Linked DNA regions of Mus musculus: all the other regions are linked to region 3. A link is a contact called in public promoter capture Hi-C and targeted proximity ligation data. All regions are on one chromosome and are shown on one strand. The core of a region is the stretch at or near the end of the contact, and the rest is flanking DNA. Distances in the headings are between cores, read along the strand shown. Region 1 holds the start of Tmem216 (transmembrane protein 216). Region 2 overlaps Cyb561a3 (cytochrome b561 family, member A3). Region 3 has its middle 11 kb from the start of Gm50340.

Region 1 (4,853 bases), core at 537-3,036, 640 kb before region 3:
TTGATATTGAGTACTTAGGCAATTAAGTAGGTCAAATTACCACAGTGAAATTTTCTTCCTCTGTAGAGGTAGAGGGCTCAGTTTTGTTTTTCTTTTTCTTTTTTTTTTTTTTTAAGATTTATTTATTTATGTATGTGAGTACACTGTAGCTGTCTTCAGACACACCAGAAGAGGCCATCAGATCCTATCACAGATAGTTGTGAGCCACCATGTGGTTTCTGGGAATTGAACTCAGGACCTCAGGAAGAGCAGTCAGTGCTCTTAACCACTGAGCCGTCTCTCCAGCCTGGGGCTGAGTTTTATTTGTGGCTTACTAAAGAAAAGTGTGTAAGAGCACGGCTATAGATAAAGCCCAGTGGGGAGTGTTTGCTTAGCAGCCCCAAGCTTTGGGTTAGACCCCAGAGGGCAGGAGACCCAGCTGCATATTCTAAGGTTCCTGCAGGTTACTGACTTAGTCTGTGTCCACTTTTGGTACCTATGCTGTTGTGGCATCCTGACATGAAACAGCATCATTTTCTTAACCAACCAGGTGATATTAAGGCTATAGATTATATCATCTCTGTTGACAATGGGTAAACTTTTCACTGTAGCATGAGAACTATATGTGTATACAATATCAAAATGTTTAGGCAGAGTGATTTAAGACCCATAATTTACAAAAACAAGCAACTGGTCCACCCTCCTTTCCTCTGAGACTCAGAGCAGGGGTGTGTATGAAGGTAGTTCAGATGGGGTGCAGGGACCAGGGCTTTCTCCATCACCTCACCTTGCCGTGGTCCTTTAGTGGGAACTTAGAATTCCATTTAAGACCTGCCAGAACATTGTGACACCCACTTGAAACCCCTGTACTGGACGGGAAGCAGAGGCAGGAGAATTTGAGGCCTGCCTAGCCTACATAGGAGACCTGTCTAGCCAAACTAAACCAGACCTGAATAAGGCAGTGGAAGGCACAAGCAGAAGTGAAGGAGGAAGGAGAGCAGAGGTGGAGGTGGGGAGTGATGGAGGGAGGCTTCTACTTAAATTATTCTCCCGGAGTGAGGACCTGCTTTGAGAAGCAACAATTACTGCCTTTATCCACACTCCTACTAGGTAGGGAAATAGCACTTTCATTACAGGTTACTTACTCTCTCCCGTTATTTGTTGACTGACTGCCATACTCTAAGGGCTGACAGCTGGAGTCTTTTCAGAAATCTTACTCTTTCACCCCCTGCCTGCAACAACACGCTCTTGCTTCAAATTGCGGCCAGGGTTCGTTCATAGCGCAAGCTTGTTGGAAACATTTCTCAATTTCCAACTGGCCAGACGCTGTCTCCTTTCAACACCCTTGCACTCTTTGGGTCGCAGGAGAATCTCATTATAGCACCGCTGTTTTCCCTTGTACTCCTAGAAAGGACATTCTATCTTCAACGGTTTTGGTGTTTACATAGGCTCCAGGTAAGCCTTTTGCACGACAGTGGCATGGGGTGTTTTTAAAAAAAACACATGCAGTAGAAAAGAGAATGGTGGGCGCAGGGCCGATCCTCCAACTACTCGGCCACACCGGGCCACTAACGACCTACGCCATGACGCCGGGGATGGAGAGAGTTCAGCTGGAGAAGTGTTCTGGTCTCTCTGCCGTCGTTTAAAACCCCATCCTCCCCCTAGACCACTGTAGGTGGTTGACGGCTGGCGCTGTTCTGTGCATGGGCGCGGCCGGTGGGGTAACCATAGAGTAGCACCGGCAGGCAGAGCGGCCAGAAGACCGGGCGGCTCGGTGCCGCGCTTCCGGCAGCGCCGCATTGCTCCGGGCGCTGCAGTGTACGCAGTTTCCATGGGGACTGAACATGGCGCCGCGAGGTGAGACTCTGGAGGTGTGTGTCTCTGCCCCTTATCCCACGGGTACCTGCCAGCCCCCTCCACCTCTCTGTCTCCAGAGCTCGACCTAATCCTCCATTTCTAAAAGTCGGGGTCTTACTCTTCACTTGTCTAAATCGGGCTTGGGTTGTTCTGATCACCCCGAGTGCCTGCATGGGTACTCGAATACCGTACTCTTAAAAATCCCCGGCTGGCCCTATTCTGGGATGGCTCAGTTATGAATCCTCCCGCCTTGGACAGAATTAGTTTCTGTGCCTCAATTTCCCCCTCAGAAGTGACAGGGTTGAATATTTGAGGTGCCTCTCAGCTGTGATTATAGCTGAATTGTCAGAGAAGTAGATGTCAAAGTGATTCCTGAGAAAGGAGATTGAAGGCAGTTCCTGCCACACCAACACTCACGTCATTAGCAATCAGAAGTTTCTCCCTCATTCACAATAATCTTGTGATTTCTCCGGATTACAAAGAACCTTCACACAGAACAGAGTAGAGCTCTAGCTGCCCTGCCCATTCTTTGTTTTGCTTTCTTTCAGATAAAAGATTGTCCTCAACCCCCCTGGAAGTCCTGTTCTTTCTGAATGGGTGGTACTATGCTACCTATTTCCTGCTGGAGCTCCTTATTTTCCTGTACAAAGGTAAGCCTGGGCCTATCTGCCTCTGCCCCAGCAACCCTTTTCCACTTTAGCATACTCCAAGAACCTTCTATCTTCTGGTCCTAGCGGCATCTCCATTGCAAGGCAGAAGTCTCTCCAACTAATGGCTTTAGAATGATCAAATAGGATGTCTTTCAGCAAGACTTGAGTTTGAGAAATGTGGGTTTCTCCATCCCAACTCTTTCCCCATCTCTCTTTACTAAAATATTCAGATCTGTGTACCATTATAATTCAGTCATTTGGCAGAGTCAGGACTTGGAAACTTAAAGCCTGTAGCTGTAACAATCTATACCTTGCTGATTTGTGAGATGTTAAGACTGGTTGGTATCCTTGTCCCGGGTTTGTGGCCGTCCATCCTTGTGGGGCCGTGGGGCTGACCGTTAGCTAGGTGGTGTGTGCATACTCTGGCTTTCCCTCCTGTAGGGCTCCTGTTGCCGTACCCAACAGCCAACTTAGTCCTGGATGTGGTGATGCTGCTGCTCTATCTTGGCATTGAAGTCATACGATTGTTTTTCGGTGAGTGTTGTTCAGAAAATATTTCCATTGCTTATGAGACATGCTGGAGCCTGTAACTTGATTAACAAGACAAAGAACCTAGGCTCACTATCAGAGTGGATCTGGTAATGTATATACCATTGCTTCTTCCCTGAGGCTTCAAGCTGCCGCTTCATATTCTAGGTCAAGGTTTACCTGTGTGTTTGTGAGTGAGGCTAGAAGCGGGCAGTAGCACTGATCTTAGACCAGTCCTCCCAGCTGCCTGAGTGCCACAAGAGTGCCTGCGTCTTCTCCTTGCTCTGAGAGAGGAAAGCAGTACATTCCTAAAGAGCTCAAGATCCCCTCCGCTTCTCTAAACAAGGATTTCTCTAGAAGTTCCTAGACACCAGAGAACAGAGCAAAACTGCTGATTACTTAGAATATATCATCCTAGTGCGAAAATACAAACCTAAGGGAGAGAATGGTAAGGGATACTAACAGTCAATTCACAAAAGTCATTATAGAGGACCAAAAACCTTGCTAAGGTGAGCATGGTGGCACATGCCTTTAATCCCAGTACCCTCTGGCAGAGACAAGGGGATGGCTATGCATTCAATTAGACATAATGAATTCCAGTGCAGACAGGGATGCGTAGTTAAATAGATCTTAAATAGATCCTAGCTAAAAAAATAAAACAAAACACCAAAACAATAACAACACTTGCCAATGTGCTCAAACCTAGTAAAGAAAAGCAAGAAAAATAAGGTAAAAAAATTTTTTTTTATATATTGGCATTAGTCAGAAAGATTTATACAGTACAGTATCCATATTTGGCTTGTGATATACATATTTTTTAATTAAAAGTCATTATTTTATGCCGATGGATATTTTGCCTGTATGTATGCCTGTATACTACATGTATGTCTGGTGCCCACAGAGGTCAGAAGAAGGTCTTAGGCTAGAGATGGCTCAGAGGTCTAAAAGGACTTTTAAACCTCCTGCTTTTGCAAGAGGACCCCAGTTTAGTTCCGAGCATCCACATCAGGTAACTCACAACTGCCTGAAACTCCAGCTTCGGGGATCCAATGTTGTCTTCTGGCCTTTGTAGGCACACACAAACACCCAAGTGAGAATTAAAAGTTAAAAAGAAGAAGAAAAGGGCATCAGATCTTCTGGAACTACAGTTACAGACTGTTAAGCTGCCATGTGGGTGAACCTGGGCCCTCAGGAAGGTCAGCAAGTGCTCTTAACCACCCATGATCCATCTCTGTAGCCCTAAAGAACAGATATTTTGTTTTTGTTTTTTTGTTTTTTCGAGACAGGGTTTCTCTGTGTTGCCCTGGCTGTCCTGGAACTCACTCTGTACACCAGGATGGCCTCGAACTCAGAAATCCGCCTGCCTCTGCCTCCCAAGTGCTGGGATTAAAGACGTGTGACACCACGCCCGTCTAAGAACAGATATTTTTAATGCACTTAAATTATTGTACATATTAATTGAAGTTTTAATGTATATACACATTTGCATACACACATGCATATTATAGCTATACATATTTTACATATACACATATAAATTACTATGTGTATACACATGGATATATGTATACACACAGACACACACACATACACAATTTGGTTTTGGTTTTTTGAAGCAAGGAGAACAGGATGATCTTGAACTCTCAATTCTGACCTTATGCGTGCTGGGATTCTAGGTGTGTGTTCCATGACTGGCTCTGTTACTTTTTTTGTCTTTTTCTTTTTTGAGACAGGGTCTCTTTATGTAGCCTTGACTGTCCTGGAACTCTCAATGTAGACCAGGCTGGCCTCAAAATCAAGAGACCTACCTGTCTCTGGCTCTCCAATTTTTTTCTTGAT
Region 2 (4,198 bases), core at 666-3,165, 680 kb before region 3:
AAGGGACAGAAAGGAAGGCCAAAGAAACCTCAGACTCATCACTGGGAGGGACTCTAGGGACAGGACATGTGTTCTTGGGAGAACTGTTTAACGGCTCGTCATGCTACCTGAGGGGAACAGGCATGTAAGTCACAGGGAAAGGGCGGGATCCAGGAAGCAGCTGGAGCAGCAGCTAGAAGAGGGGGAATCACAAGGTCACAATCCACACAATACAGCACATCAAAGTGAAAAGAGCAGAGTACTGGGCACCTGACTTTACAGCAGAGGCTTCTCCGGCTGCCACTGTCCCATGAATGACCCCTCAATGCAACTGCCCACCCAAATACACATCCAGGACAGAGCAGAGGGGGAAGCATACCTAACTAAGACAAATGCTCCCACAGAGAGCAGACTTTGTATTTTACACGTGTAGACTGCATTTGAACCCCAGCTTTGGCTTCTCCCACATCCCTAGGAGTGGTAAGGAAAGCAGCCCAAAATCTGCAGACCAGCAGAAGAGACATGTGTGACCAAGGCAAGAAGGTCTTTGTGCCAATGGAGGACCAGAAAAAAACGGCAATAAGCCAAAGCCACAAGAAAAGCAGAGGAACAGCTAGTGGCTGGACAGCGAGAGCCTGCAACTGGAGTAGCAAGGTTGGGTCTCTGGCCCAAGAGAAGTCTGTTGCTGAAACCAGCCAGGAGCCCCAGTACAGCAGAACTTCTGAGGGAGCAGAGACCGCATCGCTGACCGTTCCCAGGAGCCCCTGCCCGCTTCATTCCCTGTCATGCAACAGGGGCTGGAAAGAAGGAAGATGCACAGGGGTTAAAGACATGACCTCGAAAGAACCTGAGCTTCAGGAGGCACACCAGGCCCGAGCTGCTCAGACAGACCCTCAACCTGCAGGGTGAACCCAGCCAAGCCACCAGATCTTTCAGGGAAGCCCCAAGGTTCCTGAGACTGGTCCATAGCATATCTTCCCACATCTGCCAGATGCCTCAGTTACCAAGAACAGGCAAGACCTGCTTTAAGCACTTGATGTATTACTAAGCTCTTGTCCCACTATTCTTGCCACAGAACTGGCAGAGCCTCGCCAGGCTCAAGTCCTTCCAAATGTCATCTCACAGAGCCAAGGACTCTTGTAGGGGAGGGGACCTTGGGAAGTTACTCCCGGGTTTGGCTGCTCTGACACCAGAGTCCCCATCGACCACTCAATCTGCACCTTCAAGCTGCTTGGCTTCCCACCTGGCTATAGGGTCAATCTTCTTAGCAAGGTGCAAGTCCTTCTTGAGTCCTTCTCTACACCTGGCCTTACCCCACCTAGAATGGGAGACAGCAGCCATACCTGTCTATCAGTCAGAGCTCCTGGATCTGGACGCTTCCATGATGAAGCCAGAAGAACATAGAGAACCAGCAAGCCAAAAGCCACCACCAAGAGCCCTGTGCTGTTGGCAAAGACAGCCTCACCAGGCAGGCTGGAGTAGGGCTTGGTGGCATTTTTCCTGGAAATAATAAAATAATATGGGTATTTGGAAGATTTTTTTTCCTTTTTTTTTTTTTTGCCTAGCAAGAGACTAGATTCCTACAACCTGGAATTAACATACCAAGTCACTATCATAACAACAGGCAAGAACTGTGTAATGTTTTACCCATGGGAAAAATGAGGCTCCTAGTGAAATGAGCCTGCCCGTCCTTACAGAGGACAGCCAAGCTCCAAGCCCAGGGCTGATTCCCAGTCTTATTTGCTATTCACTCTACCAAACTGCCTCAAACCGAGGACACAGTGGTGAGACATACAGGCTCTGGAGGCAGAAGCCTAACTCCGTTTCCACTTCTGCCATTTACTGGCTCTTGCGTAAGTTACTCTGTACCTCAGTATTTTTGACAAAGTTTCAGTGTATAGCCCTGCCAGGCTTGGAACTCACTATGTACAGGAAGCTGGCCTTGACCTCAGAGACCTGTCTGCCCAGACTGTTAGGATTAAAGGCAGGCAGCCGGGCGGTGGTGGCACACGCCTTTAATCCCAGCACTTGGGAGGCAGAGGCAGAGGCAGGCGGATTTCTGAGTTCGAGGCCAGCCTAGTCTACAAAGTGAGTTCCAGGACAGCCAGGGCTACACAGAGAAACCCTGTCTCAAAAAAAAAAAAAAAAAAAAAAAAAAAAAAAAAAAGGCAGCCACTATGCCTAGCTTATTACATTCTCTCATGCTAACAGCACCAGATGTTGTAGAGTGCTTAAGAGGATTAAAGGTGAGGTGCTTTGAGCAGTTTCTGACAAAGCAAAGGTACTGTATCACTTGGTGTTTAGTAAGCATTGCCAGTTTATGAATTTTAACCTAAAGACCAGTTAATTCTGCCACCTTCCAGATCAAGAACTGGACTCAAGCCCCCCATTGGCTGTCCTGCGATTATAGGATGTATCTCCTGAAGCCACTACTCCCTCCCATATCCCTTAGTGTTAGAGGTCCCTTGAAACTTACAAAACAAAGAAAAGCTTCTCATTGATGCCGGAAATAACAGATGTGATGGACAGGGAAAGGATGCAGGCTCCAAAGAATACATGCAGAGGTTTCAGGAGGCTTCGCAGCCACTGGGATGCCCAGGGCAGGAGGAAGACAGCAAAGCCCAGGAACCACTGTGAACACAAGGGGAGAAGTCTGTGGGGCTACAGGGGGACAACTGTGCGCCTTCACCTACAGGGCCTCCTGCTGCTCACTGTCCGAGTGCCCCTCTCTTTCAACTCAAATATTCCCACCACACACAGCCCTGACCACACACCACACATTACTGTGCTCTGCCTATTTCTATTACACAAGCAATAAGTGGGCGAAGAGCTTGTAGCAAACACTCAGAAAACTTATCCATCCTTGTTAGCCTTGGTTTCCGACCAGTCCTAGCCCATAAACAATTCAAGTACAGGACTGGCACTGGAATACTGAAATTACTTTTTAGAACTGCTTTTGGTTCAAAGAGGGAAGAGTGGAAAAAGCAAAAAAGAGGCTGCATTGGAGTCAGATGACATGTGAGAATCGAAGGCAGGGGGACAGACAAGCAGTGTGACAGGTATAAGAAACCAGCCTGGTCTACAGAGTGAGTTCCAGGACAGCCAGGGCTACACAGAGAAACTCTGTCTGGAAAAACAAAAATAAACAAACCAAAAAAAGAAACAAGATAAAAGGGGCTGGTGAGATGGCTCAGCAGTTAAGAGCACTGACTGCTCTTCCGAAGGTCCTGAATTCAAATCCCAGCAACTACATGGTAGCTTACAACCATCCGTAACGAAATCTGATGCCCTCTTCTGGAATGTCTAAAGACAACTACAGTGTACTCACATATAATAAATAAATAAATCTTAAAAAAAAAAAAAAAGATGGGGGCTGGTGAGATGGTTCAGTGGGTAAGAGCACCAACTGCTCTTCCAAAGGTCATGAGTTCAAATCCCAACCATATGGTGGATCACAACCATCCATAGCAAGAGCTGACACCCTTTTCTGGAGTGTCTAAAGACAGCTACAGTGTACTTACATATAATAATAAATAAATCTTTTAAAAAAAAAGATGTTTAAAAAAGAAACAAGAGGGCTGGAGAGATGGCTCAGCGGTTAAGAGCACCGACTACTCTTCCGAAGGTCCTGAGTTCAAATCCCAGCAACCACATGGTGGCTCACAACCATCTGTAATGAGATCTGACACCCTCTTCTGGTACATATGAAGACAGCTATAGTGTACTTAGATATAATAATAAATAAATCTTTAAAAAAAAGGAAACAAGATAAAAGTCAGACTCCAACTCTCACAGGAGAGCTGAGTCTACAGGTTACAAGACCCACTCCAGGCAAGGGGCAGAGAGAATACTGGGAGCTAAAGCTAGAGAAGCCATGCCCAAAGTGCACAGACCCCCAGGGACTCAGAAGGAAGAGACAGAGGACACCTACCTGGCAGGCGAAGAGGACTACAGTGGTGATACCCAGCCAGCTGTGCAGGGAGTAGAGGTGTGCGATTCTCGAGTGGTTGTGAAACCGAAAGACGGCAATCAGCCCCACCACAGTGCAGGTGAAGGCCAGCAGGTGCAGTGCTGCATGGAGAACTTTCCAGGGCAGCCTGGGCCCCACCCACGATGAAGGCAGGCGGTACACCAGTGAGGCTGCAGAGAGAACAGTCCCGGGGCTCAGCCACAGCACCTTACAGTCCCCTGATGGGACCCCATAACCTCTTAATAGGAA
Region 3 (4,731 bases), core at 620-3,119:
ATACACATACATTCAATATACTCACACACAGACACAATACTACACACACACACACACACACACACACACACACACACACACTTACTTGGGATGGTGGCAGTGTGGATTTTCCTGATCTGGTCATTACACATTGCATACAAATGTGTCCATAGCTCATTGTAGAATTATCAAATGGGATGAAGGAGGGAAGCCGAAGAGATGACTCAAAGGTTAAGGTTACTGGTTGCTCTTCCAGAGGCCCTGGGTTGGATTCCCAGGACCATGCAGTGGTTTATAATGGTGTGTAACTCCAGCTCTAGGGAAAGTGATGCCCTCCCCTGGTCTCTCTGGGAGCTAGGCATACATGTGGTGCACAGATATACGTGCAGGCAAAATAGCCATACACATTTTTTAAAAATCAAAATGTGGAACTGGATGTAGCGAGTGGTTTATGCCTGTAATCATTAACAGTCAGGAGGTAAAGACTGAAGGTTCTGAAGTTTAAAGCTACACAGTGAGACTCTGTCTAAAAACAAAACATAAACCAAAATAATCTAAATATAGATACAACATTTTAATAAATTTTCCTGCTCTAAAAAAATCCAAAGTTCACCAAACTGGAATTAAAAAAATTTTTTTACTTGTTTGTTTATTTATTTAATATATGTGAGTACACTGTCACTCTCTTCAGACACACCAGAAGAGGGCACTGGATCCCATTACAGACGGTTGTGAGCCACCATGTGGTTGCTGAGAATTGAACTCAGGACCTCTGGAAGAGCAGCCAATGCTCTTAACCGCTGAGCTGTCTCTTCAGCCCCCAAACCAGAATTTTAAGGAACTTAGCTTAGATTCAATTGAGATAACAGATTTCATGAAATTTAGTGGACTCTTATTCTGATTAGGGTTTTGCATGATCTAGCTCTGATATTACAGGGTTGCTGCCAGCTCATCTGCATGTTAGTACCCACACAAGGGAGTAGATGGCTCTGGATTGTACCCACCAAGACCAGACCCTCAGATTCTTAGGAGCTTCCTCTTACTGTACTGCTAAGAAAACTGACTTTGACAACGGCCATTTCTGCGCACATTACTGAATTTTCATGCGCTAGAAAGTAGCCACCCAGCTCTCTTGGCTGCTTGCTCTGTTACAAAGCGTCAGTTTCAGTTATGAAGCTGTGTAGTCTTTAGGGGGGACAGGTCAACCATTATCAAGTTGACATTATTAGGGTAGTGAGGGGATCCCAAAAACAAGTCTGGGAACATTCAGGCCCCACTTGCTAACAACAGGACACTTATTTTCCTCCTTAGTACTCCAGATCAATGGGTTTCAATCTATGGGTCATGATCTCTAGGAGGGTCGAGAGACCCTTTCTCAGGGTTGCATATCAGATATTTACATTATGATTCATAACAGTAGCAAAATTACAGTTATGAAGTCTGGACAAACTTTACGGTTGGTTCACCAGGACATGAGGATCTGTGTTAAAGGGTGGTGGCACTAGAAAGGTCGAGACCTACTGCTCCAGACCACTATGACTTAGGAGGCTGAATTATAGAGTAGCTTGGTGAAGGAGGGAAGCCAAGTGAGGCTCCTTAATCCTCCCCACCGAAGTGAGTTAAGTCTTGTCAGTTAAAGGGCTTCAGATCTGAAAACAGAAAGTTACTGCCCCCTAGTGGACACAGAGCATGGGGCTCGTCTCTCAACCCGGAAATTAAAATTTGATTTCCGTGGAGCTGAATTTGTCTTGGGAGACTCTTCTGAAGCCATCTGCCGTCTGCTCCAGGTCTATCATTTTGAGGTGGAGACACTGATCCCACCCCTACCACCGCAGCCACACAGCAGTGTGCAAGCCATTACCTCATACTGCCCTTCTGTAAACAGCACAGCACATATTTCAACCTGGCTGTAGACTTCTGCACTGTCCTTCTGTGGCAGGGGAAGAAAGTGCAGAGTTCAGGAAGTGTCACCCCCCACTCTTTTTTTTTGTCCATAGTGAATATTTCAAAATGAGAGCGCCAGGGTTAAAGGCCTTCATATTAAGGAGGGACTTTTCAGAAGTTTCCTTATCTGACCAAATAGATCCTGCACATGTCCCAGGGGAGGAAATGGAAGACTATTACCTATTTTTCTGATCTAATTTATTTCCTGAGAGCTTCTTCTTCCCAGACAATGAAAGTAAAGTTACTTTGAAGAAAGACATACCATGTTTGAAAGTGATGTCTAATTGAGTGGCAGACAAATCAGAAAAAGATTTGACAGAATAGGATATGTCCAGCTCTCATGAGAAGAGAGAGGAAAGGGAAGCTACTTTAAGAGAGCAGGAGGGACAGAGAGAGAGAGAGAGAGAGAGAGAGAGAGAGAGAGAGAGAGAGAGAGAGAGAAGATGAATGAATACGTGAGAGTTTATTCTGTAAGGTTACAACAAAGAACAGAGCCCAAGGCCTGGACAGTCATTGGTCTACTTTTTTTTTTTTTTTTCTGAAATGAAAGACTCTGAAAGGAGCCCCTTGCTCGGGCCTCAGGACAATAGTGTACCCCCAAGAACTCACGAGAGACCAAGCTTGATGCAAACCACATGAGGCTTTATTTGGGGAAAACCAGAGCTCTGGGGACGACTCATATCCCACGCAGGGGTAGAGGAGTCGACCTCGAGGGGAAAGAAGTCCCAGTTTTTATAGGCCCTCAGGGGGGAAAGGAGAAGGGATCTAAACAATGTCTATTCTCAGGAAATGGGTATGGGAGGGGTACAAGGAAAGAGTCTGGTGCAGGTGTAGCAACTCTGGATTGGCCCGGCTGTGGTTGCTGGGGAGATTTTCTGACTCTATCTTAGCAACCAATATCACAAACACTTGGCAGTGAGGTGCAGCAGTGGACACACACCTGGGTTCAAGGAACAGGCCAGAACATTGGCAGACACACGGGTTCAAGGAGCGGCCAGAGCATTGTGCACCTCTATTTATCTAAATCAGTGAAGCTAGTTCTGCTAACAATGAAATCTATTTTGCCAATTTCAGGGCTTCTGTGACCTTTTATATTTTATATTTTGTCAGGATCTTTCAGAGACAGGGTTTCTCTGTGTAGACCTGGCTGTCCTGGCACTCACTCTGTAGACCAGACTGGCCTCGAACTCAGAAATCCACCTGCCTCTGCCTCCCAAGTGCTGGGATTAAAGGCGTGCGCCACCACACCCGGCTATTGGTCTACTTTTTAAATAAGCTACTTATGAGACCTTACATAAGAATACTACAGATATTTATCTGTTCGTGACTTAGTTATAGTAGCAAAATGTCCTCAAGGTTTGTCAGTGCTGTAGAATGGTAGAATTTCATTTTCTAAAGGCTTCATACTGTCCCATTAACAAACTAAAATTTAAAGCTTATTTGTTGGTTGTGGGGTTGGACACATTTCATTACAGAGCCCGGAAAGGTGCAACATAAAGATGTCTAGTACCAGAGCAGCCTAGGCTATAGAGACTCTTCAAAAAAAAAAAAAAAAAAAAAAAAAAAAGAAGAAAAGCTTATTCTCTCCAGGGAAGCAGGTAGGATAACTGAAGATCTTCACCCTTTCCCCCAGACTCATCCCCAGCTCTCTAGTGGACTACCTCTCCTCACTCTCTTCCCCCCAGTCCCGAGGGACTAAGCAGATGCTGGTGGAATGCGCTGCTTTCCTGTCTTTCTCTCTCCTGTGAATCCATCCTGTAGCTCCCCGCCCCCAGCTCATTCCTACGTGATAGCTCTCAATACCTAGGAACCCATCTTACTTGAGATCCCCGAGTGGTCACACCTATCAGAAGAATTTTCCTACCAGGCATCAGACAGCCACCACATTCTCCTAAGAACCAGATAGGTCAACAGCAACCAAGGAACAAAACACTCACTCAACAAAGACAAGACCAGATATCAGCACCTAGTGCTACAATCTTCCCAAACCCAGATGCCGAGACACCAGCATAATAACACAGCATCAGCCAGGACAATATGTCTCCACTAGAGCCAAACCACCCTACCACAGCAGCCCTGGGGAACTGCAAACCAACTGAAGCACAAGAAAAAGACATTAAGATAGCCTTTATGAGTATGATCAAGAAAATGAAATATCCTTTAAAGACATCTATGAAAACACAAACAGTGGAAGAAAATGAGTAAAACAGCTTAAGACCTGGAAGTGAACATAGAATCAATTAAAAAAAAAACCTGAGGGAAATCTGGAAATGAAAAATGCAGGAACTCAAACAGAAGCTCACCACCAGAACACACAAGCTAGAAGAGAGACTCTCAGGTGTTGAAGATATGATACAAGAAATGGAGCCTCAATCAAAGAAAATGCTAAACCAAAAGAAAAACAAAATCCCAGCACTTGGGAGGCAGAGGTAGACAGCTGTCTCTAAGTTTGAGCCCAGCCTGGTCTACAGAGTTCCAGGATAGCCAGGGTTGCACAGAGAACCCGTCTTGAAAAAATCAGAAACAAAACAAAACAAAACAAAACAAAAGAAGAGAAGACAAAATGAAATGGCTCATACATTTGAATGCCTCTGAGGCACAAAGCTTTTATCTACCAAGCTGCTTTGTAAAGTAATCCTTGTGTTACTCAAATGCTGATTTCTCTGCCTTCATAGCCTGTTTCAATCCAGACATAGCATTTGTAATGTCTGACTCAAGTTTGTGTAAACAGTTCTTATCATTTATTTTCTGCCTTGTCAATAAATGCTGATCACCCAATGGCTGGGCAGAAGGAAGAATAGGCCTGGA

Evidence for each region. Promoter capture Hi-C pulls out the DNA fragments that hold promoters and counts their contacts.
Region 1: a contact with region 3 is called in a promoter capture Hi-C map of liver, with 3 times the contacts expected there. A contact is called at or near these places in 3 of 39 promoter capture datasets (cranial neural crest, liver and stem cell-derived epiblast-like cells), 1 of 130 datasets of targeted methods (pancreatic cancer cells) and 1 of 9 other capture datasets (adipose tissue).
Region 2: a contact with region 3 is called in a targeted proximity ligation map of microglia, with 4 times the contacts expected there. A contact is called at or near these places in 1 of 130 datasets of targeted methods (microglia) and 2 of 9 other capture datasets (adipose tissue and macrophages).

What each region holds. Positions count from the first base shown.
Region 1 is chr19:10,552,696-10,557,548 of GRCm38.p6, reverse strand. Tmem216 (transmembrane protein 216) reads left to right here and starts at 1,786. Exons shown (of 5, transcript NM_001277860.1): 1 at 1,786-1,836; 2 at 2,385-2,486; 3 at 2,928-3,020. The coding sequence starts at 1,824.
Region 2 is chr19:10,585,103-10,589,300 of GRCm38.p6, reverse strand. It overlaps Cyb561a3 (cytochrome b561 family, member A3), which reads right to left. Exons shown (of 8, transcript NM_201351.2): 5 at 3,911-4,119; 6 at 2,456-2,610; 7 at 1,323-1,479; 8 at 1-776. The coding sequence ends at 753. Among named protein-coding and RNA genes, the nearest start is that of Tmem138, 9.8 kb to the right of the region's middle.
Region 3 is chr19:9,908,524-9,913,254 of GRCm38.p6, reverse strand. No RefSeq gene overlaps it. Among named protein-coding and RNA genes, the nearest start is that of Gm50340, 11 kb to the right of the region's middle.